Linked DNA regions of Mus musculus: all the other regions are linked to region 5. The links are chromatin contacts, called in public Hi-C, HiChIP or PLAC-seq and promoter capture Hi-C maps. All regions are on one chromosome and are shown on one strand. The core of a region is the stretch at or near the end of the contact, and the rest is flanking DNA. Distances in the headings are between cores, read along the strand shown. Region 1 has its middle 14 kb from the start of Gm38661. Region 2 overlaps Trak1 (trafficking protein, kinesin binding 1). Region 3 holds the start of Higd1a (HIG1 domain family, member 1A). Region 4 holds the start of Ccdc13 (coiled-coil domain containing 13). Region 5 holds the start of Vipr1 (vasoactive intestinal peptide receptor 1). Region 6 holds the start of Hhatl (hedgehog acyltransferase-like). Region 7 holds the start of Cck (cholecystokinin).

Region 1 (2,931 bases), core at 235-2,734, 170 kb before region 5:
CAGTGGGCAAGGATGGGGGCAGGAGCATGGGAGACATCTGGTCACATTGCACTGCCAGACAGGGAGGGAGGCTGGGCCAGCAAACCGCAAGGCAAGGCCAGCCACATCGACCACTTCTTCCAGTGAGCCGTGGCATACTTAAGGCTCCTCCGAAACCGTTCCAAACAGCCAGGGACCGAGTGTTCAGACAGAGAGGAGAACAACCATAGAAGGGGTGGCAGGCCCTGGTGTCACCCTGGGTTCCTCTCTTCCTTCACATACTGATGCAAGAGGGGTTCACCCTCAGCATCCCAAGGTTGCGGAACAGGAAGTTCTCTGCTAAGCTACAACTTGCAGGGAAAGAAACTGTTTATGCTAAGTCGATGTGGCTTGTGGATGCTACAAGGGACCCTCTGAGTTAGGACCCCGCGTCTTATCTTAAAAACATTATTTTCTCAATTCTTTGAGAATGTCATACAATGTATCTTAATCCTATTCACTGGCAACTTCATAACTCCTCCCATATCCACTTCCCTCTCCCCACCCTCCCAAATTCACGCCTCACGCCCAGCTCAGGTTGTCCAACCCAAGGACAAGAGTCCCTAAAAAGGCCAGTAGGAGAATCAGGAAACAAAGATGTCAAGTTCTTGGCTTTGAACTATGAGGGAAGAAAAGGCTAAGTACACAGTTTGATGTGAAACCAGACCTGGAGAGGAAGCTTGCTGGACCATTGCTTACTTGCTTTCTCTCTCTCTCTCTCTCTCTCTCTCTCTCTCTCTCTCTCTCTCTCTCTCTTTCTCTCTCTCTCTCTCTCTCTCTCTTTCTTTCTTTCTTTTCATTTCTCTCCCAGTCCGGTGTAATCTTCACCCTACCGGCTCCTAGGTTCACTAGTCAATTACTATGTCAAGAACTGAGTGGTTGGAAGTTCTTGCAGCAGACAAGGAAAGGGAGGGGTTGGAGGTTCGCAATATTCATTATGCATTTGATTCCCCTTTTCTAGTGGTCTGAATTCCAGGTTATGGGAAAAGCCTGGAATGAGTCTTAGGAGCCAAGGACAGAGGATCCAGTTTTACAGGGGCTAGGAAGGAAGGCGTTACACAGCCCCACCCTAAGGCTCACTTCCACCACAGGGTTACGATTCCCTTGAGCAATGGGGAAGGAGAAATGGCAGCAGATGGGTCTCAGCAGAAAGGTGTCCAGCCGTACGTAGATGTGAGGACTCACTACCACGCACAGTCCGGGAGCAGGAAGGGAGGTGAATCCAGGAGCCTTGTGGATGGGACCAAAGAGAATAGCAGAAGCCTCCCCTTCAGGTCTAGCAGTACTGCATTCAGAGCTTGATACCATCTTGGAGAAGGCAGACAGAGGGAGGCATCAATATGAATTCCCCGAAGCGTATAAAGGGGGTTGAAGAAGAAAATGATGCGTGAGCTCCTGGTTCGATCATAGCCCAAGAGGAGTTTGTTTTCACGGCCAGTAGAGGGCGCTCAGAGATAAAAGAAGGCCTGTTGGCACTGGGCCCTGGATAAGCGATCGCCAGATGGGACTTTTGCTCGCCCCTGAAAAGCAGTTGAGTGCTGGTTTCTGTCTCACTCTTAACCCCACTCGGGCCATCACTTGCAACGGGGCTTTGCTTGGGGTTAAGGTTGGGAAAAACGCCCAGGGAGCAGGCCTGGCTTCTCAGGGGCCTCTCTAGCGGGGGATTGGCTCTCCCTCTTAGAAGCTCCATGCACCCACTTAGCGGCTGCCTCAGACTGCTCTGAGGATCCAGACAGGCTTGAGTGGAGGTTGTGAGGGGGCAGCAGACGTGGTCATGAATGCAGGGAACTGAGTCCCTGTGCTTGGGGCATCAGGAAGTCATGGGGCTAGAGAGGCACAGCAATGAAGAATAGCAAAACTCAGCATCCAATGGGAGAGGAAACACTTCACACACACATACACACACACACACACACACACACACACACACACACACACACACACACACTCGATACCACACCTTGACCATCCAGAAAGCATCTTAGGGATAATTATGAAAATGTTATGTGTTATTAAGATGTTCCTTCAGATGGGCTTGGACATAGGCCCATCTAATGTCAGCTTTATTAATTGTCAACTTGACACAACTTAGAATCACCTGGGAAGAGAGTCTCATTAAGGGATTGTCTACATTTGGGTTGGCCTTTGGGAGTGTGCATGTGCGTGTGTGTGTGTGTGTGTGTGTGTGTGTGTGTGTGTGTGTGTTCATGAGTGTGAGTGCATGTGTATCTTAATTAAGGTAGTCAATATAGCATGATCCAACTCACTGTGGGCAGCAGCGTTCCCTAAGCAGGGGTCCTGAAATGATTAAGAGTGGAGAGGATAAGCCAGGAGTGCAGGTGCTGGTCTGCCTTATCTACCTCAGCTAGGCTTCATTAAGGCCGGATGGTTTTACGGACAACTCATGCCAGGCTTGCTGGCTCTCTAGACACTACAACAGGCCTTCCTGTTTCTGTGTTCTATGTTCACCTTACTCTGCTAACAAACACCTTTGCCCTCTCTTACAGCGAAAACAGAGACACTGCACAGGAGAGCTCCCTGCTTCCTGTGTCCAGACTCACAGACTCACAAGCTTGCTGTCAGCTGTCTTTGATTTTTTTTGGTTTTGTTTTTCATGAAGGAAGCAGGTTCTCCTTCAAGATTCTGACCCATTTCTGCATAAATTCTGAGGGTCTCCTCCTCCCCCCTCTCTTGGGACCCACCTTATTTCAACCACTGTGCCTTGATTTCCCTGCCCTTTAAAAGATTCTTTATGAAGCATTCAACGTTAATGTAAGAGTAAGACAACAAACAGGATATTCTTGGCATTCACACAAGCTAAGCCTCTTAGTTGTGAATGCAAGAAATTGACTCTGGGTGGGTTAGAGCACTGCTTCTCAACCTGTGGGTCGTGACCCTTCCATGTCAACCCTT
Region 2 (2,700 bases), core at 163-2,662, 250 kb before region 5:
ATGTCCTGGCTGGGTTTATGTTAATTTGATACAGCTAAAATCATCTGAGAGGATGATTAACCTCAATTAACGAAATGCCTCCATAGGATTGGGCTGTAGACAGGCCTGTAGAGTGTTTTCTCAATTAGTGATTATTTGGGAACGGGTTCATTGTGGGTGGGGCCAGCCCTGGGCTGGTGGTCCTGGGTTCTATAAGAAAGCAGGCTGAACAAGCCTGGGGAAGCAAGCCAGTAAACATCACCCTCCATGGCCTCTGCACCAGCTCCTGCCTTGCTTGAGTTCCTGCCTCACTGCTTTTGATGATAAACGGTTACATGGAACTGTGAATGAAATAAACACTTTCCTCCCAGCTTGCTTTTGGTTGTGACATTTCATCACAGCGGTAGGTACCCTAATGGAGACACCATACTTGGCTATACAGTGTTCTAAGATATATGTTTGGTACCTACCTGTGCCACTGTGCCCATCAGACAGCTCCCACCTCAGAAATTCTATGTTTTGAGAGTAGGATTCAAATTAGTAAAGACCCCTGATGGATATGTCCTTGCCTGGATTTTGCATGCTGCAGACGGGTGCAGAAGGGGTAGGCCTCAAGCTTAGCTCTCGGAAAGTGACAGCCATGGTAGGTTCTCACTCAGTCGTCTTCTCCCCAGACGTGTGCAACAGCACCAACCTTCCAGAAGTTGAGATCATTAGCCTGCTGGAGGAACAGCTGCCCCATTACAAGCTAAGAGCGGACACCATCTATGGTTACGACCACGATGACTGGCTGCATACGCCCCTCATCTCCCCAGATGCCAACATCGACCTCACAACTGAGCAGATCGAAGAGACGCTGAAATACTTCCGTAAGTAGCTGGCGCCATCTGTGGGCACAGCCGTGCGATGCCAAGTCCTGTGTTGTGGGCCCGCCATCTGTGGAGCGGCAGCCAAGAGGGATGTGATCTTGGGGGTTAGCCATGTTAGGGGTCTTCTTGGTCTGGATGAGTAGTGGGGACCAAGCATTTTCATTTGAAACATGCAGAATAACTTCAAATTATTCTCATGTCTCTTCTTTTCTGGTTTAAATAATGACTTGTATTTATTGTGTATTTTATATGTGTGTCTGCCTGCCTGTAAGTATGTGCATCCTGTTGGTTGTGAGCCACTGTGTGGGTGCTGGGAATTGAACCCACTTCTGTAAGAGCAACTAGTCTCTTAACTGCTGAACTTTCTCTCCAGCCCCATCATTTCCCTTATAAATCCCCATTGAGAGTGAATCTGTTTGCATTTAAAAAACAAAGATTGCAAGGAAATCTAGGCAGCTTCTGTCAGTGTAGACAGCAAAGCCTGACTGTGGAAGCTGGTTAAGCTGGAATTCCAGGAGCCAAATCCTTGCTGCAGTATGGAGTTATACCTCTAGGTGGCAGAGCTGCTTCCTGTCGGGTGAGCTTAAGCTTAGGCTTGGAGGCGACTCCAAGGCAGGGAGGGCGATCGAGAGTGCTGTGTGCTGTGTGCTGACGTGTACTGCTGACAGGAGAATGATTTAAACATTAATATTTACTGTTGCTTATGTTTACTCAAATGACAGTTGTTTTTCATTCCTTCTTCCTTTCTCCTTCTCTTTTATTCTTTCAATGCTAGGATTTGAACCCAGGGTCTTGTACATGTTAGGCGTTAGGCAGCTATTCTAACAGTTTGCAATGGACTCAGTCCTTAAAAGGATGCTTCTTAATTTTTTTTTTTTTGGACAGAGTCTCACTAGGTAGCTTGGAATTTTCTATGTAGTCTAGACTGGCTTCAGATTCATGCTGATCCTCCTGCCTCAGCCTCCCAAATGCTGAGATTACAGGAGGGGTACCACCACACCAGGCAGTACATGTTGCTTTATTTTTTTCCACAGTAAGACTGAGTCCAGAGGCTCCAACATGCTAGGCAAATGCTCTTCCCTTGAGTGGCCACCATCCCTGGAGTTCTGTTCTTTAGAAATTCACACGTTCTGGGTCTGGAGAGATGGTTGAGCAGTTAAGAGAGATTGCTGCTTTCCTAGGAGAGCTGAGTTCAGTTCCCAGCATCCACGCTGGGCAGCTCACATCCATCTGTAACTCCAGTGTTGGGGAATCTGATGCCACCTTCTGGCACTTATGGGCACTGCACTCACGCACGTGCCTAAGACCAGATGTACACATATATCCATACTTTTAAAAAACCTTAAGACAAAATTAATTTACTCTCTGTCAATACATATCCATGTATTTCTCATTTGCATATTCATGTCATTACAGTATCCCTTTTAAAGATATTCCTGCTTCTCTGACAGTAACAGAAGAAGGTTAGGGTTAGGGGTTAGTGGTTAGGGTTAGTGGTTAGTGGTTAGGGTTAGTGGTTAGTGGTTAGGGTTAGGGTTAGTGGTTAGGGTTAGTGGTTAGGGTTAGTGGTTAGGGTTAGTGGTTAGGGTTAGTGGTTAGGGTTAGTGGTTAGTGGTTAGTGGTTAGGGTTAGGGTTAGTGGTTAGGGTTAGGGTTAGGGTCACTGAGAACCAGCTTGTGGTACATTCTTGAACTTTCTGCAGTTAGAAACCAGTTCACTAGCATAAACCAGTCTTTCCAATTTCTGAGATCATTTATAATAAAACAAATTGCAGCTATAAGCTGGTGCTTTAGGGTGTGTGCGGGGCAATTCTCAGGTTCTCTGTATTAGATATGAGTAAGAAGGAATTCTG
Region 3 (2,987 bases), core at 468-2,967, 220 kb after region 5:
TATCCTTATTTTACAGGTGGATAAATGAGTTTGAATTATATGACCATAATATAAGGGTCATGTGGATTGTTCCACACCAGGAATATATTTCTGGAAGGTAGGATTACAATCTGACTCCCCACATACAGTCCACAGTTTTGTTTGACAATTTATTTATTGTTAAATGAACATTTTTATGTTACAGGTGTAAATCTGAACTGAAAATATAAAAATTCATACTGTCTTTGAACTGTAAAAACTGTGTACATTACACCTATAGTTAAATGGGCTATTCTCTCTTCAGTTAAATTATCTAACAATTTCAATTCCAAGTTAAAAAGATTTTTTCCCACTAGATTTTTTTTTATTATCTCACTCACCCAATGACTGACCTATATCTGTCAGAAAGTAGAACATATTTTTATTTTTAAGTCAGCAATAACCAGATATTCAAACTTAGTTTGCTGAGCACATTATTCTGTAAGGCCAGGCATAACTACTGACACACTTTTCCAAAGGCATGGCAACCTAGAAGAGGTAAATAAGAAAATGGTTGGGCATCAGGTGATATAACAGCTGAAGACTCTTCCCAGCATGTCCCTTTGGTCCTAAGAACTATTACCTAAAATAGTAAATTTTAAATTCTGATTTTGCCTAAGTTACCTGTCAGCTTGTGCAAAATGGCTTCTCTGAGATTGTGATTCAAACGGCCAGGGGCACAACACTAGGATTTGTATCTTAAGAAGCCCTTTCAAGTTATACTGTGCAGAGAAGACCTTCTAGCACATTCCAGGAGCACCGAGAACCTTTTGAACCTGTCAAGAATTTGCATCCAAACTGTCAATTTGCAGGGGGCCTCAGTAGTCCGGGAAGCAGATTCCCGGGTAGGGATCACCCCCTCAAAGAGAGGACTGCTTTCCACCCCAGGAATAAACGAGGGAAGCAGAGAACAGAATCGAGTCACCCGGACGGCTGGCACACCTGAACCTTAGTCGTGCTTTTGTGATCTCTGCACCCCGTTCCCTTGTCAGGGGCATTCGCATTCCGCCACAGCCTTCCCTCCTCCATCCGGTGACACAGGGTCACGTAAGGTCTGCGCAAACCCCGGGTGGCGCCCGGGAAGGCCAGGCCGAGGTGCCCGAGCGCTGCGCCCTGCCTCACCTCCCACCTTCTTGTGACCTTGTCCAGACTCCTAGACCCGTGCGATCGCGCTCCCTCTCCCTCTCCTCCCACTGCTCCCGGGATCCCCGAAGCTGGCACCAGCCCGGTCCCCGTTTGCCATCGTTGCCTCCTCCGCGACTCTCGTTCCCTCGGCCACGATCCGCTCCAGAAGCTCCGGCCTCCTTCCTCCGGCTCCACATGCACTGGCCGACGGGGACCCCAAGTCCTCCGCCCACCCGAGGGACCCCCCGCCCCGCAGCCCTCGCCTCCCGCCCGGCTCCCGCTTCACTCACCGAGACGCGGGGTCCCTTCCAGTCCTGCCGGTTTCTGGCCGCCACCCGAGTGCGAGAACACCGGCTTCGCCTGCTGCGGCCACTGCTCGCCCCAGCCAATCAGAAGCCAGCAGCCGGCGAGGCCGGGCCAGAGACTCCCTTTACGTGCGAGGGGCGGTGGGCGTGGTCACTTGTAGCGCGGCGCCCATTGGCTGGGGGGCCGGCCCGGTTCGTGGCGGCGCGCGCTGTTCGTGTCAGACGTGAGGCCTGGGCGGCAGTGCTGGCGCGGTGCCGCCTGGCGGCCGCTGCCTCCCAACCCCAATTGCCTCGAGGTTCTCGCGACCGGTTCGCTGGGCTCCGCGAACGCCACGCACGCAGGCTAGACCGGCTTAGGTGAGCCGAGCGGCCCGCCCGAGCGGGAGCATGCGCCGTCGGGGCGCCTTTGGGTCCCTCCCCGGAGCTGGTGGTGGCCGGAGAGCAGTGACCTCACACATGCCTGGGGAGGAGTCTGATGGGGCAGGCAGCTTCCGGGGCGGGGCTTCGTGTGGGCTCCGGGGATGGCAGACACCGACAGCCCCACTATGGGACGTGTCTGTCCAAGACTCTCAGCGTAGCAGAACATGGCGGCCTCTGAGAGAGGTAGGCTACTGGTAGGTACTCAACTTTGAGTGACTTCAGGGAGAGGAACAATTGTCTCCTCACCCCGAATAGAGCACCAACCACGGACAAGAGAAAGGATTCCGTCTTGTCTACCCTGCCCACCCCTTGCCCCGCCAGAGGCAGCTCTGCAGAGGGCTTCTTCCCCCTTTGTGCACCGATTATATAAACTGGCAAGAGGAACCACAGTGAATCGGCTAACTTTCTAACTTCCCCATACCTCAATGTTTCTTTTCTTTGTAAACTAATTTTATTACATTTACTTGTGTGAACATTTGCTGAGGTCAGAGGACAACCTTCACCAGTCACCTCCTAATGTCTGGACCCTGGGGCTAGAACTCTGATTGTGGGATTTGGTGGCCTTTACCCAGTGAACCATCTTGTTGGGCCCTCAATACGTTTCTTGAATTTCCTGAAGGCTGGTGTAGTCTTATGAGCCACCTTCCAATAACTACATAACAGGTGTCATGACTGAATATTAAAATTTTGTATTACCATTTTATTTATTGTGGGGAGGGGCACATGTGCTATGGCAAATGTGTGGAGAGCAGAGGACAACATGAAGGGACCTGTTGTTTCCTTTGCCCACAGGTTCCAAGGATCAAACACAGGTTAAAAATTATTTGAGTTAAGTCATATGTAGGAAACATTCCATGTTATACATGATAAAACTCTATGCCTGTGGCTGGAGAGTTGTCCCAGTGATTTAAAGGCACTTGTTACTCTTCTTACAAGAGGATCCAGGTTCAGTTCCTGACACTCAACGTGAGGCTCCCAACCATCCCAACTCAGTGGAACTCAAACCCTCTTTTGACTGCTTCAGGCACCAGGCATGTATATATGATGCACATACATGTATACATGCAGGCAAGATACACATATTTTTAAAATAAAACTTTTATGGTGGTGCACACCTTT
Region 4 (3,100 bases), core at 344-2,843, 200 kb after region 5:
TGACTTAGTTGGCTCACAGTCTTGGAGGATACAGCTCACCATGTTGGGGAAGGACAGCACCCACAAGTGGACGGCTGCAGGGGGTCCACTGTGGGGAAGCACGGACAGATGAAGGCTCCACTCCTGCTTTCAGTCTGGGGCTCCGTGGGATGGCGGGTCTTCTTTTCTCAGCTAAACCTCTCTGGAGACACCCTCATGCACTCGTGCACACACACAGAGGAGTGTTTCCTAGATGGCTCTAAATCCAGTCAACTTGCTAGTGAGTATGAACTGTCCCAACCCTTGCTTGTACTCACAGAACACCATCTCCCTGCCCAGGTCATTCACCTTTGCTCCTGACCTGTAGCACACGTTACATACCAACTGTGCTTCCTCCCACTAGTACGTACACTACCAGAGGACACACACTTTAACTTTATTTTTAGCTGTTTGAGACAGGGTCCTGCAAGGGCTGGCCGGATGACCTGGCACTTGCTGTGTAGACCAGGCTTGCCTCAAACTCTTGGCAATGCTCCTGTGTTGGTCTCTCAAATGCTGGCTATGTACCAACACGCCTACCAGGATCATTATTTTCATCCACTTTGTTCATGGCCATGCTACAACAGGACACAGTAGGTGCTTAATGAATATTTATAAAAAAAACATGAAAGAATTTGGCCTTTTTTTTAGACAACTATACTTTGTAACCAACAAACTACCTTAAAACCACAGATAACCCTAATTGCTTACAACTTTTGTTTTCTCTTTAAGACAAGATGTTGGTATGCAGTCCCGTCCTGCTTCAAATGTGAGTATGATTACCAATTTGGGACCAGCATGGGTCTTCTAGTGAGTTTTAAGGCCATCCCAGGCTACAGAGTGAAACCCTACTCAAAAGACCAAGGAAGAGAAAAGCTGTGCGCAGGACGGTGGATGGGGCCTTGAGCACCCATCACTTCTCACCAGCCTGCCACTTTCTAGCTCACCCACGCAGCCCATCCCACCTCCCCATCCTGTATGTTTTTACAAGCCAGAATGAGGGTCAAGTCAGGGCAGCAGCCACGTGCTGAGTGGCAGCTGCAGAAGACCTGCTTTCTAGTCATGCCCACGCAGGTCGCTGGGTCGTTCCTCTGCCTCACGAACCCTCCTCGCGCGGAAAACACGAGTCTGCCCAGGGAGGGGTGGGAACAGCCCGGCCCCAAGGAGAGGCCATTCGCAGGGTCTATGGTTTGGTTTCCCAGTCTTGGCTTCTCGCTGCTCGGCCCCCAGTTCGATCCCCCTCTCCCGGCTCCACTCTAGGCTTCCGATTCGGTTCCTCACTCTCGCCACGGTTCCGGTCCCCACTTGGCCCCTTGTTTGGTTTCCCGCTCTGTCCCTGGCTCGGTCCTCGCTCGGCTCCCGGTTCGGTTCCCCGCTCTCGGCTCCACTCTTGGTTCCTAGTTCGGTTTCCCGCTCCGCTCGGCTCCCGGTTCAGTTTCCCCGCTCAGCCCCCGGTTCTTTTTCCTGATCCGCTCCGGTTCGATCCTCGCTTGACTCCCGCTCTACTCAGCCTTCCTCCACTTACCGCGGCTGCGCTTCGGGGTCTGTCTTAAGGGCCGCGGGCACTTCCTCCGCCCTTCCCGACGCCGGCATGTGCTGCCTTGGCAACCGTCACCAGGGAAACCAGCACGGTCGCGCGCGTCTACGGGGGCCGAGAGAGCCTCTAAAGGTCTGAGCTGAGCGTGCTGAGGGGTCCGGGAAGACCCACAGAACTGCACACACCAGCTGGACATGAGAATGCAAAGTGCCTACGAAGCCTCCACTCTTCCGGAGTGTATTTTATTTAAGGATTTGGGGGGTCTGTTTGTTTTTGTTTTTAAAGGTAGGGTATCATACAGTCCAGACTGGCCTCAAACTCGCTCTGTAGCCATGCATGACCTTGAACTTCTCATCCTCCTGTCCTTATTGAATGCTGGATGACACAGGCTGCACCACCGTGCACAACCGACCTCCAGTGTCTTTGAAAAAGTAGGATGCATATCCTACTGGCCTCCAAGGGTTTTGGAAAGTGGACGGTTTTTATGAAATGTAACATAGTTAACCATATTATCTTTGGAAATACAAAACAAGGCGGGAAGAATGTTGGGTTATGATTGTGATTGGAGTAGGCCAAAATTAATAATGCTAAAACCAAAACCAAACCAAAACAAAACGCTTCCTCCTTTTCAAACAGCGCACAGAACTAAAAGAGGAATGTTGAAAGCGTTTATGGGTCACATCGCAGGATGACAAGACACATCCCTCGCCAGTCAGTCTAGTCCAGTCCAGGAGCTGATTCAAGTTCACCCCAAAACCCTTTTTCAAAAAACAAAAGGTGGAGAGCAGTTGAGGACAAATAATGAAGACAACCTCTGTCTATCCCATGCACATGTGCACCGACACAAACAATTGCACACACCCATACTAAGAAAACCTAGACGTGAAACAACACACAGGCAATTATATCAGTATGGTAGGATTTTAGGTCTTCTTATTTATGAATTTATTTATTTATTTGCATTTTAGAAGATTTTAAAAAACAGTGTGTGTGTGTGTGTGTGTGTGTTTAAGAAAATACTTAAAAAAAAAATCTCCCAGTTTGACATTGCTGTATTTCAGGGACTTGAAGGGAGGCAAACACATAGGAAAAATGAGCTGAGGGAGGCCAGATGCTCTCACTAGCCTTTATAATGTGAAAGTCTCCAGCTATGTTAAACCTGTTTTTCTGCTTCCCATTTACTTAACGTGAGTAGTACATCACTACTTGTGAAGAAGATACAGGGCTGGATACCCACAGCCCTGCATCCACCTGCCCACCCCCTCGCAGTACAGTACAGTGTGTCCAGGTGCACAGCATCTCCTTCATAAAGCTTCTCTCTCTCTAACTCTCTCTCCTTCTTTCTCTCTCTCTCTCTTTGTGTGTGTGTGTGTGTGTGTGCCCATGGAGGCCAGAAGAAGGCATTGGGTCCCCTAGGGTTGGAGTCTGTGATGGTTTGAATATGCTTGGTCCAGGGAGTGGCACTATTAGGGGGTGCAGCCTTGTTGGAATAGGTGTGTCACTGTGGGTGTGGGCTTTAAGACCCTCATCCTAGCTGCTCAGAAG
Region 5 (2,927 bases), core at 323-2,822:
GCCACCCCGCCCCATATCAGCATTCTGCAGCTGCCTAGGTGACATATGGGGGTGGGCAGGGTTGAGAGCCAAAGCTCACATCTGGGACTTGAGCATACCACCTCAAGAGCTGGTAAGACCTCACTGCCCGGTTAAGAGGCCTAAGGCCTAAGAGGAGTGTGCCCATGGTCACAAGCGAGGCAAACCCCTATTCCTGCTCACAGTGACTCCCGAAATCCTAGCCCTGAAGCACTGAATGGCAACTACTAAACAGCTCCCTCTTCTGACACCCCATAACTGGAGAAAGGCCTGTGACAACTAGCCCATTCTCTATCCGGAAGCAGAAATTGCAGGGAGTGCCTCTTACCTCCTATGCCCTGGTGCGTAGTAGAGGCCTGGCTCAGGCTCAGGCTCAGGCTCAGGGGGAGAGAGAACAAGGGAAGTGCGGTAGACTAGGAAGGAGAGGAAGGAGGAAGGCCAGGGGTTTGCTTCCAGACTTTTCTGTAACCGACCTCAAGGCCACGCCCACAGCGTTAGTTTCCCACGTTGCAGGTTGGGAAGGCTGGAGAATCCTCGGGAAATTCCCGCGCTCCTGCTGGCCAGAAAGCGCCCGGAGAGCGACTTCCTTCAAATGGATCGCACACCCTACTTCGCGCAGGGACACGCGGCCCTCTGCAACTCCGCCCCTCCTCCCACCTTCTATCCCACCGCGCCATCAGCCCCCCACATCACCTTCTCACCATGATCACTCGAGCTCTTGGAAAGTCATCTGCACGGGTTCCCTAAGACGTAGCGCGAAGGGCTCTGAGTCGGTAACCCCGCGCCCCACGCTAGCACCGAATAATCCGAGCCCTAAAGACAAGCTTCGGAGGGAGAGCAGCCTCAGATCACCCGCTACCGGCCCGCCCGATCTTGGAGACACAGCGCGGGACACTGGCACCCTGATCCTAGTCCCTGGGGACTCCGGGAAGACCGGTCTGTGGGCAGCCTGGGCCCAAGAAAGGGTACAGGCTTTGGTCCCCGCGCGGGGGCGCTGGAACATTGACTTCTCGTCCCTCACGAGCTGCGCCGGCCAAGTCGTGTCCAGCTCTGAGTGCACCCTGCCCTGGGCGGCCAAGAGGAACCCCCAGTTGGGACTCCCCGACCCCGGCTGCGCCCCCTCGGCTTCTCCCTTGTCGCAGATGGTTCCAACAGCGTGATCCGCTGGACCCCATCGGAGGCCAGCCTTCAGCCCTGGAAAGCTGTGGCCCTTCTAGTCCAAGAATTTGGGCTGCAAGCCGACGTGGAAACCGGGGAGCCGGCAGCTAAACTCCCTGGAGCCGAAGACTGGAGGAGCTCACTGCCAGGGGCCGAGGGCGCAGCCGGGGTTGAGAGAGAAAGGTGCGGGCGCGGGGAACACTGGGCGGTGTTGAGCCCAGCGTCCCCGCATCGGAGAGCCGAGAGGATGCTCGCTAGCTAGCAGCTCCCGACGACGCGCACCTCTAGCGGGACTCTGTGCTCACGCCCCCGGGGGCCCCGGCTCCGCCCCCTACCTGCGCCGAGGTACCGCCTCCGCCGTGCCATTGGCTAACCCCGCCGCCCGTCAGACGAGCCCCCGCCGCCCTCCCCTAGCCTGGAGCTGTGCCTCATAGCGCCCGGGCCGCTGGCCCGCGCCACTCTCCCGCGCTGCGTTAGCCACAGACCCCGTAGGCGCTCTCGGCTGCCTGCCGCGGGCTCAGGGCGGACCATGCGCCCTCCGAGCCTACCGCCTGCCCGCTGGCTCTGCGTGCTGGCAGGAGCCCTCGCCTGCGCCCTCGGACCCGCGGTGAGTGTGTGCCCCTCCACCCAGATCCCACGGATGGGGGAACTGCGGGGGCAGCGTATCCGGGACCATCTGGCCATCGGGGGGCAGCAGGAGCGCGGTTCTCGTCTTCTCTCTTCTGTAGCCCAGAGGCGTGGGAGCTCGGTAGCGGCGGGTCCCTCTTAGCTCATCTTAGAGCGCTCACCGCGAAGTGATCCCAATCAGCGATGAAGAGGTTGGGGGCGAGAGGGAGCCCCAGACTTGCCTTGCGATGAGTGCCTGTGGGGGTACGTGGGGAGGAGAACTGTGGGTGGCACGATCGAGTGAGATGGGAGATCCTGTAGACTGTCGGGTGGGAAGGAGGCTGTGTCTGGAAGCCTCTCTGGGTATTTTGAGAACTTGTGCGATGAAGACAGCACAGCATCAGACCTTAGTGCCTGTACCCTGGGGAGGGGTCCTTGGGATCTGGTGAGAATTTCATTCTGTGCTCTTTATCCTCTAACTATAGGCTGATGGTGGGCAGGTAAAAGCATGTATTGGGAAAAGCAGGGGGGCTTGCTCTACCTTAGACCTCGGCTTCCTCCCACACAGACATGTGTGTGGGTGTGCTCCTGTGGCTGTGACAGACTCACCAGGGTCATGGGGCAGACACCTGGTCACCTCCTCTGAGACTAAGAAAGACCTCAAGACTCAGAGACCCCCTAAACCCATTTTACAGAAGGGCAAAATGAGGCCACAGGAGCCACACCTGTCCCTGCCAGCCACACTTGGACAGAGGTGATCTTCCCTTCCCTTGCTCTAGGTCTGTGGAGCTGTTGCTTCAAGATTGTCTTTTCCTTAGTGGATTCTGGTCTGGAACAAGTGGGCTGCCTGGAGGAAGTGGGGAATCTTGGTCGGTCACCTTAGTGCAGTCTATCCCGTGGTCCCTCCCTAATCACAACCTTTCCCAGGGCAGGGATCAGGACATGAATCTGTTTCCTCCTAGCTGGTGTCTGGCACACCCTGCTCTGGAAAATCTCACCACCCCCCCAACCCCTTCCGGAGAAGGTGCTGCTCTCTGAGAATTGGACAGTGTTGCCCCCTTCCTCCTGTTTACAGCCCCTCCCCACACTCCAAGCTTCATCAGACTCTGGCCCTCAGTGTCACAGACCACACTAGCAGCCCTCCA
Region 6 (3,065 bases), core at 396-2,895, 150 kb after region 5:
ATGCTGTCAGTAAATCTACCCCCCCCAACACACCCAGACACCTTCTTCCTTTCCTCTGCAGCTCTCAATCTTGCTTCCTTTGAAGATTCTCCAAAGCCCAGACTTCGCACAGACTAGCTTCCTCTCCTTCATACCTCTCTGATGGGCTGACAAGTTTGGGACACCAAACTGTTCCTGCAAGACTTCCCCAACCATGGGGTCTTTCCCATGGTGGAAGACTCTGTCAGTTCTCCCGTCTCACAGTGAGCCTCTCTTAACCTCAGCAAAGCCCTGCCCACGAGGTCCCCTGAGATCCCGTGAACTCCTCTAGCACTAACTTCCCAGACTCGCTCAACTCCGGGCTCTGCTGACTCCATTCCTCCGCCAAGCCGTGAGTCTGTTTTATCTCAGGTCCCTGCCTGTGTTCACCCACTGTCCCCCTTGAAGTGCTGTGTAGTCTAAGCTCTTGCTGCAGGCTGGATGTTGGGCTCTTTGAGGCCCCAGAGTGGCCAGAGCTGGACCAGGCAGGGCCAGGCAGCAACTGGGAGGGTGCTGGCTGCTGTCCAAGGTGCTGACTGGTATCAAGTCCAGGATGTGTCTGGTCACTCCCTCTGGCTACCCTGCTGGGCCATCCCTGGGGTCTGGGCCAGTACCTAAGCCCCTCCCACCCTCTTCAGCCTGGCCGCCAGTCTTCCAGTGGTTGCTTAGGTCCAGACCTGGAACCGAGGGAAAGGGGAACACGGTGCAGTGCCCTTTTGGAGATGGGTAGGGTCACCCCATCTCTCCCAACCCAAGATCTCCCAGTTGCAGATCTGTCTCCTCCAGCCCTGTAGTTGGGGCTCTGGGAGGCCGCTCCTTGCTACACTGACAGAGAGGTGTGGGTCACAAAGGGTCAGGGACCCGGGAGGCCATCCAGTGAGCTTCTCTGAAGGGCAGGTGCTCCTGGTGAGTCCCGGCTCAGACCAGACCACGCTGGCCCTGCTCGCTCCCGGCCTGGCCCTCCTGAGCAGCCTCTGCACTGTGGCTGGAGGGCTGAGACACCTCTTCATCGGCAGGGTGGGGGAGGGAAGCACAGGATCAGGTTAGTGGAGCAGGAGAGTGAAACCGGAGCGGATGAAGAGCGCACAAAATAGCTGTGTCAGCTGCCTCCCACTCGCCACTTTCCAATTTTAGCTCCCCATGGCCGGTGGGGAGTGTCCCCAAAGAGGCCTCAGCAAGGGGTTGGCCCCCAGCCTGGGGCCCCTCCTGATGGACCCCTGGACCTGTGCTGACTGTGGACCTGGGCGCCCTTTGCCCAGCACTTGGCTCAGGTGCACCTGGAGTGAAGCCCACCTTGGGGCTCGTGGTCTGGGATGAGGGTTCTGAGCTGAGTCCCACAGACCTCAAAGGCTCCAAAGGGCTGCACACCCAACTTGCACTGACCTTGAAGAGGCTGCGAGGAACCCTGGCGCGCTGCCCACCTCAGGGCTCCGGGGTCTTGAGTCCGACCGTGAGTCTGTCCGGCTGGCTGAGCTGTGGGGCTTCGATGGGGTGTGTCCAGCTCTGGGGTCCCCACCCCCTGGAGGCTAGAGCGGTGAGTGGTGACAGCCGGAGGTGGGGGGGGGGGGAGGAGGTGGCCTTCCTGGAGTGGAGCAGACCGTTTGTGGAGCAGAGCCGAGTGCTGCAGTGCACTTGGCCACAGGGAGCTGCGGGGAGTGGCAGGGAGGATGTGGGGGTGATGAGAGGGAGAGGAGGTTTCTGGGGACACAGGCTCAGGCAGGGGCACCTGGGCCTCACTTGACCTCCCTCTCCTCAGCCCTGGAAAGCCTGTGCTTCTCTTTGTGCGGTGCCAGGATCTCTTCTTCCAGGAAGGCCTCCAGGCAATCTCTGCAGAACTCTGGTCAGCCCTGCTCCCACTGCCTGGGCACCCATATACTGTATGTGCAGGCTTGCACACCTGGGTTCTGTGAACTCCAGCCACAGCCTTTACCTGTGACCCCTCAAGGGTGCCCAGGGCAGGTCTACCTAGTTCCCACCCTGCGCCTCCATCCTGACAAGAGCCTGGGCTAGACAGGCACGGGTGTTAGGGCAGGGCTAGCATTTCTGGTAGAATTGGTACTGGCAAGGACCATGGTGCTGGAGGCTCCAGGGGTGACATCAGGGTCACCTGGAATGGATGGTGTCCTCTTAGTGGCAGGCAAGAAGCCCTCATGTGAAATCCGTAAGCACCTGAGGCCCGCTGGGCAGGGCCCGGGAGATCTCCACTCTTGAGTCTTCCTCTGGGGTGAGATCCCCACAGTAGAGGGGTCAGGATGTGTGGCTGCTCTCACGTGCGAGGGCTCAAGGAAAGGCCCTGGGACCTCCCATATAAGCTCACTTGAGGATGGACAGGGCAGAAGGTATGCCTCTACCCAGGAGGGTCCTGTAAAAACCCTGGGAAGTTAGGCCATGAGCTTCCTCCCAGGAATGCAGACACGTGGGCCCAGAGGACACAGCTGAGAGGGCACTACACATACTCTCCTGAGTGACTGAGAAGCCATGATGCTGGCCTCCGACCCTGAACAGGGTTGGGCAGGGGTTTGCAGTGGAGGGGCTGTCTGCTGCTGTGACTGGGATCCGGATGCTAGAGGAGGCTGGGATCAAAGGATGAGGGGAGGTTAAGCAAGGTTCTGGCTTTCTGGGCAGGTGTGGTTGACACCAGAGCAGTGTGTTGAGGCACAACTAGTAGCTATCATGGATAGTAAATAATAATAGCCAGGACGTGGGAAGAGTAACTCTCTTTAATGTCCCCACAGTCCACAAGGACTGTCTCCAGTTGGTAGAAAGAAAACTGAGGCCTAAGGTGAAATAGTCAAGGTCAAATCCAGTAGCCTCTGGGAGGGACTGCCCCACAGGGGGAGACCTCAGTCTATCCACAGCAGAGCAGGTGAGGCCCCGTGAGCAGGCCACGCACTTGGTGTGCTGTGTAGCAGTGTCCTCTGAGATGAGACATTTTATCCTCAGGGAAGGAAGCTCCTCATGACTAAGGAAGTAGACAACTCAGAAGCTTCAGCAAGTCCCCGAAACTGACCAGATACACTAGACCCCACCCTTCCCAATTTAACTGT
Region 7 (2,919 bases), core at 119-2,618, 150 kb before region 5:
CCTGCTGGATGTATCGCGCTAGCAGTGCGCCCAGGCGCGCTCGGGGCTCGCCGTCCGTCCGGAGCACAGCCCGCAGCTGCCTTCGGGGCGCCTCTTGCGCCCGCTGCTCCACGGGGTCCGTAGCTTCTGCAGGGACTACCGGCTGCGCCAGGGCGCCAGCAGCTAGGACTGCCATCACCACGCACAGACATACGCCGCTCTTCATGGCTATGGGAAGCAAAGGCGAGGAGAGTGAACCAAAGACTGGCCTCAGCGTGCTCCAGCCCAAAGTCCCGCACACAGAAGTCGGCTGAGGCTGAACATGGGGGCTGCAGCCGGGTCAGACTGGCTCAACCGTAGCCAAGCGAAGTTCCTAGATGCGCCCTGGCCACCGCGATAATTTCTGCCTGGCTTTTGTGTTATCCACACCTGGGACCTGGGAATCCCGCAGAGTCCCGATTTTTCTGCCCTGATCAGAAGCAGCGTTTCCTCTTGCTTTCCTGAAGTTCCAGGACGCCTTTGTAGCTCATCTCTCTTCTAACCAGAAAAGCAGAATGAAGCGTGTGTGTGTGTGTGTGTGTGTGTGTGTGTGTGTGTGTGTGTGTGAGAGAGAGAGAGAGAGAGAGAGAGAGAGAGAGAGAGAGAGTCAGAGAGACAGAGAGAGACACAGAAAGACAAACGGACAGACAAACACGGGGAGGATACTTCTGGAGAGAAATGTGAGAGATTAAATTTATTCACTACATTAAAAATGTCAGGACACTGGGAAACGCCGTTTTAAGTGTGGGCCCATAAAAAGAAGCTGTATTTATATAGATTCTTCTGCGTTTTACGGGAAGTCACTATACAAAGCAAAAGCCAGAAATCTGTGCCCAGTCCTCAGATGTGGCCAAAGCCCTGCTACACTTGAGAACTGAGCAGATGGGTGCTGTATCATAATGATGTGTTTTTATTCCCCAAAGCCTTAAAATTTTTTTAATGCAGCATTTAGAAAATGGGCATAAATCTTTAAACCTCTAGGTAGTTTCTTTTAAATGATTGCAAAGTGCTCCGAACAGCAGAGAAACCCTAAGAGTGGCTATTCCCAGCCTTGCTGTAAACAGAACATACAACAAGTCTCTCCGCAGCAGTACCCACCCAGATGCATTTTAAGGCTATTTCTGACTTCAGGAAATCTTTCTAGCTGTCAAGGGAGGGAAGGCACAGAAAAAGGAAAGACTAAACAGCAAGAGGTGCAAAGCTGCAGGCCAATATTCTTCACACTCAAGATTGTTGGATCAGCCAGCTACTTACCTTTGGATGGGGAAATCAGCTGGCTTGGCGAGTTCCAGCGGAGAAGGCTGCAGTCCAGCTAAGTTGAGGGCAGGCGGGAGGGTGACTGCTCTTAAATAGCTCCTCCCGGTTCGCAGCCAGTCATCTGTTTACCCAGTGCTGACGCAGTCCAGCAGGACACGTGCTCAGAGGCAGCCACTGGAGGGACCACCGATTGATGTGGCCCTCCGGAGAGAAGGGAAGCGTCCCAGTGAATGAGGATAGCCCCTCCCAGGGGGGCACTTTGCATGGGTCTTACTCTTTATCTAAAGAGCTTCCTTCCCACCTGTTCGGCGCCTGTGCAGAGTCCACCTCAGGGAGGGTGCCACCTCCACTCTCGGTGAAAAACAGGAGTTTATCTGCAATGGAGAAGCTGACCAAGTTCAGTGAGCTTTGGGGATCAAATCCTTCAAGGAAACTGGGGGACCCTCACAGGCTGGGTGTCAGCAGATGTAATCCTGGTGTGTTCTCTGGGACCACCTCAGACCTGAGTGGGCTCTCACAAGTAAGAGAGGGAAATCGGGCTCCCAATTTTTCAGAACTCAATTGCAGTTGGCATCCTGGATTCTATTCTTACACAATTGTAAGATCGGGTGCAGCTCCTGCCTTTCTGCGAAAAGCCTCTGGGAAAAAGATTTGTAATTTCTTTCCACGACGACTTCCCAGGGGCCTATCATCTACTGATGCTTTTGGTCGTGAAGTGGCGCCAGAGAGTGTCTCAGGCACTCCCAAGCTCTGGCTGGCTGAGCCATGCGGGCTGGGCTCGCACCTTCCCAAGAGCTCAGATCACCCTTTCCAGTCTAGTCCCTCTAAAGTTATGGGATTTCGCTGGGTGATGAGGATCTTGGCTGAGAAAAAGACTCTTACCAAGCAAGAAGGAGAGAGGGGGCTCTCTCTGCTGTAGTGCGCACAATCCTGCAACCCCCAGTTCTCACATAACAAAGTGATTATCTATGCCCAGGGTGCTAGAATTTGCTGAATCCCTCTAACCCCATTCCACAGAACACATACTGAGGAAGCCCCACAGCAACCTCCTTGCTGCTAGCTTGTAACTTGGGGTCACCACCAGCCAGGGCAACCATGCCCTCAACCCTGTCAAGCTAGGGTGAATGGAGAAAGGGTTAGAAACTCTTTCTAAATAGAAAAGGCACACAGTTTGGGGACTTCCGGCTGAGGGGGACTATGAGAAACAGCAAGTGATGCCAAGAGTTTAGGTTCATGGTTGTGGCTCTAGCGGTGTCTGCAACCTAGAGGCAACATGTTTTAAACAGCAACAGATTAAATGCTGTGGGGTGATTTCCCGCACAAGACAGCTCAGGTTGTGGGAATGTATCTGTGACAGATCGAGCATGTCCGGAATTGTGGATAAAGCAGCTGGGCACAAGGCTGTTCGATATGGTCAGAATCCACAGGCGCTGACTTCCCTGGGTCGGTGGCTGAGATATGGACGCTTAGCTGCCTCCTTCCCTCCATCGCTTGCCTCAAGATTTATGAACTGTGCCCAGCCCCTGAGGATGCGGTGTGACCAAGACTGGACAAAATAAATACCCACACAAATAAACACCTTTGGGAGCCGGGGGCCTGGAGCTGGAACTGGGAGGCGGCTCAGCCAGTGAAGTGCTTGCCTGC

What was found. Promoter capture Hi-C pulls out the DNA fragments that hold promoters and counts their contacts. Hi-C and Micro-C count contacts between places; a contact is called where the count stands out from the background. HiChIP or PLAC-seq counts read pairs in DNA pulled down with a chosen protein or histone mark. Capture Hi-C pulls out chosen DNA fragments and counts their contacts.
Region 1: an H3K4me3 HiChIP or PLAC-seq map of bone marrow-derived macrophages shows a contact between it and region 5, with 5 times the contacts expected there. The contact joins the enhancer-like site here to the promoter of Vipr1 in region 5. A contact is called at or near these places in 12 of 39 promoter capture datasets (the C10 cell line, the HPC-7 cell line, HPC-7-derived erythroid cells and 7 more), 4 of 15 datasets of contacts at CTCF or cohesin (the NIH/3T3 cell line, embryonic stem cells, large pre-B cells and 1 more), 8 of 484 Hi-C or Micro-C datasets (bone marrow-derived macrophages, cerebral cortex, embryonic fibroblasts and 3 more), 21 of 115 datasets of contacts at active chromatin or transcription factors (VIP interneurons, bone marrow-derived macrophages, embryonic basal ganglia and 10 more) and 4 of 9 other capture datasets (adipose tissue, liver, macrophages and 1 more).
Region 2: a contact with region 5 is called in a promoter capture Hi-C map of hippocampal neurons, with 2.0 times the contacts expected there. The contact joins the enhancer-like site here to the promoter of Vipr1 in region 5. A contact is called at or near these places in 3 of 39 promoter capture datasets (the 3T3-L1 cell line, frontonasal cranial neural crest and hippocampal neurons), 1 of 484 Hi-C or Micro-C datasets (forebrain), 5 of 115 datasets of contacts at active chromatin or transcription factors (embryonic forebrain, embryonic midbrain, forebrain and 2 more) and 4 of 9 other capture datasets (adipose tissue, liver, macrophages and 1 more).
Region 3: a promoter capture Hi-C map of pancreatic islet shows a contact between it and region 5. The contact joins the promoter of Higd1a here to the promoter of Vipr1 in region 5. A contact is called at or near these places in 4 of 484 Hi-C or Micro-C datasets (CD4 T cells, CD8 T cells and embryonic stem cells), 3 of 115 datasets of contacts at active chromatin or transcription factors (embryonic stem cells, epiblast stem cells and microglia) and 2 of 9 other capture datasets (adipose tissue and pancreatic islet).
Region 4: a Hi-C map of double positive thymocytes shows a contact between it and region 5, with 1.8 times the contacts expected there. The contact joins the promoter of Ccdc13 here to the promoter of Vipr1 in region 5. A contact is called at or near these places in 1 of 15 datasets of contacts at CTCF or cohesin (large pre-B cells), 9 of 484 Hi-C or Micro-C datasets (CD4 T cells, CD8 T cells, cerebral cortex and 4 more), 4 of 115 datasets of contacts at active chromatin or transcription factors (embryonic stem cells, epiblast stem cells, memory CD8 T cells and 1 more) and 1 of 9 other capture datasets (adipose tissue).
Region 6: a contact with region 5 is called in a promoter capture Hi-C map of liver. The contact joins the promoter of Hhatl here to the promoter of Vipr1 in region 5. A contact is called at or near these places in 3 of 39 promoter capture datasets (liver, pre-B cells and stem cell-derived epiblast-like cells), 1 of 484 Hi-C or Micro-C datasets (embryonic stem cells), 1 of 115 datasets of contacts at active chromatin or transcription factors (embryonic stem cells) and 3 of 9 other capture datasets (adipose tissue, liver and pancreatic islet).
Region 7: a contact with region 5 is called in an H3K4me3 HiChIP or PLAC-seq map of craniofacial prominence, with 4 times the contacts expected there. The contact joins the promoter of Cck here to the promoter of Vipr1 in region 5. A contact is called at or near these places in 16 of 39 promoter capture datasets (the 3T3-L1 cell line, the C10 cell line, the HPC-7 cell line and 9 more), 5 of 484 Hi-C or Micro-C datasets (bone marrow-derived macrophages, cerebral cortex, embryonic fibroblasts and 1 more), 18 of 115 datasets of contacts at active chromatin or transcription factors (bone marrow-derived macrophages, craniofacial prominence, embryonic basal ganglia and 10 more) and 5 of 9 other capture datasets (adipose tissue, embryonic stem cells, liver and 2 more).

The regions. Positions count from the first base shown.
Region 1 is chr9:121,476,002-121,478,932 of GRCm38.p6, forward strand. No RefSeq gene overlaps it. Among named protein-coding and RNA genes, the nearest start is that of Gm38661, 14 kb to the right of the region's middle. Within about 2 kb of position 1,485, at least 24 of the 459 cell types and tissues checked have an H3K27ac peak or open chromatin away from gene starts, as enhancers often do. A contact at or near this core is called in bone marrow-derived macrophages, cerebral cortex, neural progenitor cells and 1 more, where this site is marked.
Region 2 is chr9:121,391,204-121,393,903 of GRCm38.p6, forward strand. Trak1 (trafficking protein, kinesin binding 1) reads left to right here. Exons shown (of 16, transcript NM_175114.3): 2 at 654-848. Among named protein-coding and RNA genes, the nearest start is that of Trak1, 26 kb to the left of the region's middle. Within about 2 kb of position 1,413, at least 8 of the 459 cell types and tissues checked have an H3K27ac peak or open chromatin away from gene starts, as enhancers often do. A contact at or near this core is called in hippocampal neurons, where this site is marked.
Region 3 is chr9:121,856,079-121,859,065 of GRCm38.p6, forward strand. Higd1a (HIG1 domain family, member 1A) reads right to left here and starts at 1,718. Exons shown (of 4, transcript NM_019814.5): 1 at 1,434-1,718. It overlaps Gm47112 (predicted gene, 47112), which reads left to right and starts at 1,669. Exons shown (of 1, transcript NR_168944.1): 1 at 1,669-2,987.
Region 4 is chr9:121,837,868-121,840,967 of GRCm38.p6, forward strand. It overlaps Ccdc13 (coiled-coil domain containing 13), which reads right to left and starts at 1,594. Exons shown (of 16, transcript NM_028384.1): 1 at 1,544-1,594.
Region 5 is chr9:121,641,144-121,644,070 of GRCm38.p6, forward strand. Vipr1 (vasoactive intestinal peptide receptor 1) reads left to right here and starts at 1,573. Exons shown (of 13, transcript NM_011703.4): 1 at 1,573-1,783. The coding sequence starts at 1,706. It also overlaps a transcript of Lyzl4 not described here.
Region 6 is chr9:121,790,862-121,793,926 of GRCm38.p6, forward strand. It overlaps Hhatl (hedgehog acyltransferase-like), which reads right to left and starts at 1,646. Exons shown (of 12, transcript NM_029095.2): 1 at 1,402-1,646. It also overlaps a transcript of Klhl40 not described here.
Region 7 is chr9:121,494,326-121,497,244 of GRCm38.p6, forward strand. It overlaps Cck (cholecystokinin), which reads right to left and starts at 1,369. Exons shown (of 3, transcript NM_031161.4): 1 at 1,273-1,369; 2 at 1-207. The coding sequence starts at 205. All of the region lies in intron 1 of Gm38661 (a long non-coding RNA gene), which reads left to right.